Linked DNA regions of Bombyx mori: region 1 is linked to region 2. Evidence: chromatin contacts called from public Hi-C data. All regions are on one chromosome and are shown on one strand. The core of a region is the stretch at or near the end of the contact, and the rest is flanking DNA. Distances in the headings are between cores, read along the strand shown.

Evidence for each region. A called contact is a pair of places that touch in the nucleus more often than the background predicts.
Region 1: a contact with region 2 is called in a Hi-C map of whole pupa, with 4 times the contacts expected there. The contact joins the enhancer-like site here to the promoter of LOC101736643 in region 2. A contact is called at or near these places in 3 of 7 Hi-C or Micro-C datasets (all in whole pupa).

What each region holds. Positions count from the first base shown.
Region 1 is chr17:1,228,774-1,231,473 of ASM3026992v2, forward strand. The region is part of intron 1 of LOC101736643 (myosin heavy chain, non-muscle); the gene reads left to right. Among protein-coding and RNA genes, the nearest start is that of LOC101736643, 38 kb to the left of the region's middle. Within about 2 kb of position 1,413, at least 6 of the 8 cell types and tissues checked have open chromatin away from gene starts, as enhancers often do.
Region 2 is chr17:1,190,994-1,193,869 of ASM3026992v2, forward strand. It overlaps LOC101736643 (myosin heavy chain, non-muscle), which reads left to right and starts at 1,313. Exons shown (of 27, transcript XM_062673238.1): 1 at 1,313-2,192. The coding sequence starts at 1,848. It overlaps LOC101736784, which reads right to left and starts at 88. Exons shown (of 7, transcript XM_038016783.2): 1 at 17-88.

The DNA of each region.
Region 1 (2,700 bases), core at 163-2,662, 38 kb after region 2:
CTGATTAATTAGTGCGATTTAGCTACGCGCCTGGATGCTTATGGGACTACTCTTTTTTTATCGCATCGTTGGATGGGAGCATAGAGACATTTATCGAGACATCAACAGCGTAAATGCCGTCACCCATATTGAGATATGAGTTCTAATGTTTCAGTATAGTTACAACAGCTGTCACACCCTTCAAACCGAAACTCATTACTGCTTCACGGCTGAAATAGGCCGGGTGGTGGTACCTACCCGTGTGAACCCACAAGAGGTCCTACCACCATAATGCGGGATGGACGGGTGTGCTGGTCTTCGTAATTAAAAAAAAATTCGGGTGGCAGATATTACCAAGAATACCACTACAGAAAACTAATTAAAACACAAATTGTATCCGCCGACCGTCGTGGCTATGAGTCTTGGAGGGCGAAACTTGAATTTGATGAGTCCACTATCTCACCGAAGGCGGCGTCGGAATACGTTCCGTCGGAATATGTCATGATACGTCATGACAGTCGACGTGGAGTAGTGGATGCAGCCTCGACGACTCCGTAAGCTGAGCGTCCTCGGGATGAGCTATGAATCTGGTTGTAGTTTTCACTGTAACCCCTCTTGCCCGGGTTTCATCGCGGGCACGTCGCTCTCCGACGTCGCCCAAACCACGTAATTTCGGATCCTCCCGATCCACTAACGCTGCTTTTAGGTACCTCAAGCACTGGTCATCGTTCTAGTCGAACCCGTCGCTTGCGACGAAGGATTCGGCGAGTAAACTAACCCACATACAAAGCCCACTGAGTTTCTCGCCGGATCTTCTCAGTAGGTCGCGTTTCCGATCCGGTGGTAGATTCTGCAAAGCACTGCTCTTACTAGGGCTAGTGTTAGCAAAACTCTGGTTGGAGCCCCGTGAGAGCTCACCTGGCGAAGCTGAAATAGCCTCTCAAAGCCATCAGCATAGGTAGGAAAAAAAGGCGCGGCAGCATAGTTAGGAGGTTTGACAGTCGAAGAAATCTGTAAACGATCTTGGCCAATAGGGCTAATTACCCACTGCTATACAAGTGAATTTTAATTTCACTAAATAAAGAAAATTCTTCATACTACTTTAATTATGATTAACATTATGGACACATGAATATTTTAATTTTAATTACAGACCAGGGTTACCCGCTGCGATTACGTGAATACCCCGATAGTTAATATAAAAAATATACTGTCAGATCACGAAATTCCGATCCAAATTGATGACGTAATATAACAGGCCTCCGATCTTAATGATTAAGCAGAGAAAACGCTCCATTCTCTTAGTTTTCGGAATTCCACAACGATGATGTCTCCGAACGTGTTGTTGACCCAAATGTTAGTTGGTATGATTCATCAGTAGCATGCGAGTTACCTCTCTGATAATATATATGTGATAAGGCGATCACGCATGTGTGTTGACAATGAGTTCATTTATTAGATGGTAATACTCGTATGTGTGGGTTGTGTGAAGAATTCATGTTGTTTATATTTTACTGGAATTCAAATGATAGTGAGTGCATGTTTGGATGTACAATTGAAATTGTAAACAACAGCTGTGTTTTTGATGCGAGCGAAATCTTTTCTAAAAACATTCCGATGTAGATCTATGATCATTATTTATTGTTTTTTATATATAATATGGATACATATATTTGCAGAAACCTGATTAAACAGGATAGCCTCAAGTAATCTTGCACTTAATTACAAAGACCCAAGGATACATTTTACATTGCTTAATGTGGAATGGTACTTAAGACTTTTCTAGTTGCTCCCACAATCATTCTCGTGGATCGGGTTAGGAGTCTCGCCCGAATCCTAGCCCTCATATTTGTTTCGGGATCCCCCCACACGGGACTTGGGGACCGGAGAAACCTGCAGGCTTCTTGTAGAAGATGAAACTGGTCACGGATGACCACAATCCAGTTTAAGCTTGTTCAACTTTCCATAAGAAAACCATCTGTCTCGTCTTTGGACGGAAGACGTTGACTGATACATCAAACAGGACGTGATCATCTTCATGTCAGTCATTATCTTTGTTGCTGAAGCTATTTAGTATTCTGGGAATGACCGTACTTATTTCGTCTCCTATGTATATTTCAAGTACTTACTCATAACGCAGAAGAAAATTCTAGTGAAATATGTTAGAATTGTGGTTTTTACCGATTCTTTTCCTAATAAAGCAATATCTTTGCTTTTTTGTATCTCCATATATGAGTCATCTTGTATGTACGCACATGTAGGTGACGCATTAAGCATAGTAACAACGCATGCAGGTTTCCGAACGTATTGCTGATGAATCGATTCTATGACACTGGCAGAGTATTTCCGGCAGGCAGAGGCAAAGCTTTGGAAAGTTGTGAAGTTTGTTCACGGTACCTCATTAGCTGAACACTTTAAAGATTCATGGACGTTTCAATTAATTATCTGGCACATTGATCGGTTTCGTTACCGAATGGGAAATTGGTTGATATCATAATGATGAATTTGTTACTGTTATCACAAAGATTCATAAATACATCATTATCATCATTCTCCTGCCCTTCACCCAGTCACTTAGGGTCGGCGCAACATGTTTTCTCCTTCCATACTCCTCTATCATATACCATTTCTTCGCTCACTCCCCTCTTACACATATCATCTTTCACGTTCATAAATACGAGCATAATCTATACTAATATATAAATTTACAGTGGTTTTTAC
Region 2 (2,876 bases), core at 63-2,562:
AATGCAAGCAAAGTACCTCTTAATAATGTTCTTTACGTCCATCCAGTACGAATCACTTTTTACAATAACAGTGACATCGACTTATCTTGGAATGAAAAAAACCTAAATAACGGATACAAAATAAATATATATTATATGTTTTTTTACAAACAATTTCATTGTGTTAGTTACAGACGAAAAATTTGATCATGACGCATGGACTGTAGTATTTCATTGAAAAGAATAGCATTAAATAGCAATGGTTTCTTTTATACGAATAAACATTGGTTGACACGACTGTACTCATATCGCAATTTAAAAAAACGAACAAACTACTGGAGGATTCAGAAACGTGCCATTCGACCTTGTATACTCGTAGTAACGAGTCTTTTCGAAATTTGTAATAAAATCTTGAATGTCTTCGAGAAATTTGCATCTGTCGGTGCTACCCTTTTCAAGTTCTATCCAAGAGAGATTACCTACTTAATGGGGCGAAAAACCGATTGTGAACCAGTGTCATTAATTCGACTTCTCTTACCTACTTACGAATTCTCTGGGCCGGATCTCCCAAATACCAGCTTCATACAGAAGAGGGCCTTTCGGATTATTGATAATTCCATTCTCACGGACTGTTTAGAACCTCTGGTTCTGCGGAGGGACTTCTGTTCCCTCGGTATTTTGTACCGTATGTTCCATGGGGAGTGCTCTGAGGAATTGTTTGAGATGATACCACACCTCGTTTTTACCATCGCACCGCCCGCCACCGGAAAAGAGTTCATCCATTATACATTGGAACCACTGCATTCATAGTGCGTTTCCAGATATCTTTTTTCCCACGTACCATCCGGCTTTGAAATGAGCTCCCCTACACTGTGTTTCCCAAGCATTAAACGGTAGGCAGCGGCTCGGCTTTGCCTCTGGCATTGCTGACGCCCATGGGCGCCCATGGCATTACCATCAGGTGGGCCGTATGCTCGTCTGCCTACAAGCGCAATAAAAAAAAACGCTCTTCCTCATATCATCCCACAAGCTCAATACGAAGGGTAACGATTAAGTAGGTTAATTACACTTCATAATTACATAAATAATTAAATTAATTAAATATCTACGTCAGTTCTTTCCATAGATATTTAAGCTTCCTTCTACCCATCTATTTCAATTAGTTTGCTGGATCTGGAACTGAAACTAGCTTGGTTTCCAAAAGTAATTTGTGTATCCGAGCTAGGTAAATGAATATTAACAAATTGGAACGCACCTCAAAAATTGATGGAACATGTTTTTTCCACTTTCGAGCCAAGAATTTGACAGCTGTTTTGACGGCAGCTCGTTATTGGTCCTTCGCTTCGAAATATTGACTCATTGCGAAAACCGGCCAATAACAGAATCTGAATGACAACATTCATCATGAAATTTCGGAAAAGGGAAACAAACTATAACGACAAAGAGGTGTCGGCAACACGTCGTGTACTTACTTTTAAATTGCTTTCATCCTAAAAGAAGAAATACTTCTTATTGCGCTTGACTCGAACACGTACTTTTATTCAATTTAGTAAATAAAGTAATCGGTAATTACTATAAAAATCGAATACGCTTAATATACGGAATAAAATTCGACGAATCTCAACGTGAATTCGGGCGTCGACCGGTCATCCCTCCTACCCGTAACCGTCGTCGATTCCTTCGGCTACAATCGTCATTTTGTAGTTATCAGAGCCGTGCGCGGCCACGGGTATAGAACGTAGAAGAACGCGCTTTTTGGTAACTTAAACACTGTGTTGTGAGGTGTGGTGTCGGTCGGGTTGACCGTGTATATGTTGTATATAGTGTCGGATTGCTGCAGTACGGGCCGCGAGTGATCGGGCGGCACGATGGTGGACATGGATAGAAACGACCCGGAGCTCCGGTATCTGTCGGTGGATAGAAACAGCTTCAATGATCCAGCTACGCAGGCGGAATGGACGCAGAAGAGGTTAGTTTGGGTGCCTCACGAGAACCAAGGATTCGTAGCGGCCGGAATCAAAGGAGAGCGAGGAGATGAAGTTGAAGTGGAGATAGCCGAGTCAGGAAAGCGGATGTTGGTGCCCATAGATGATATCCAGAAAATGAATCCACCAAAGTTCGATAAAGTGGAGGATATGGCTGAACTGACCTGCTTAAACGAGGCTTCTGTTCTGCACAACATAAAAGACAGATACTATTCTGGACTCATTTATGTAAGTACTAAAAAATTAAATTTATTTCCACGATAATATTTATATAACTTTGACATGATGATGAAAAATGTTCTAATAGGATTTCCCATTTTCTTAAAATGAAGCCAAATACCGAAACCAAAATATTTGACATTTAGTTCACTTGAAGCCTATAACATTACAGCTGTTGAACAAAATTTAAATTATTACATATCAAAAACCACCTGGTACTTAAATGATAAAGTTAATTTAGTATTTTTATCTAGGTTATGATGAGTCATAATCAAATCTTTAATATTAAATCACTCAAGTGTACACAGTCATTCAATAATTAAACCAATTTTAGTTTTACATACAGTAGATATAATATACTAATTATGCATTCTGTAATAAAGTCACTATGAAAATAAAAACAGGGATGCTATTAAAAAATGCAATAACAAATTACTATTAGTTATTTATTATGCCTTAAATACTTGTTCATTATCATTAGTAATTTCAAGTGTGAAGAACTTGTAAAGCAAAGTGAAGGTAGCTCACATTTGCCTGAAAAGTATCACCTTTGCTACCAGTTCTGTGTTGTGCAACGAAAAACAAAAAACCCTTACCTTTCCACAATAGCTTCAATTAGGATGTTTGAAAATTTTAATCTCAAGGAAATCTTAAATGTTTATTACTCATTTTAAGATAAAATACTGGTTGAGG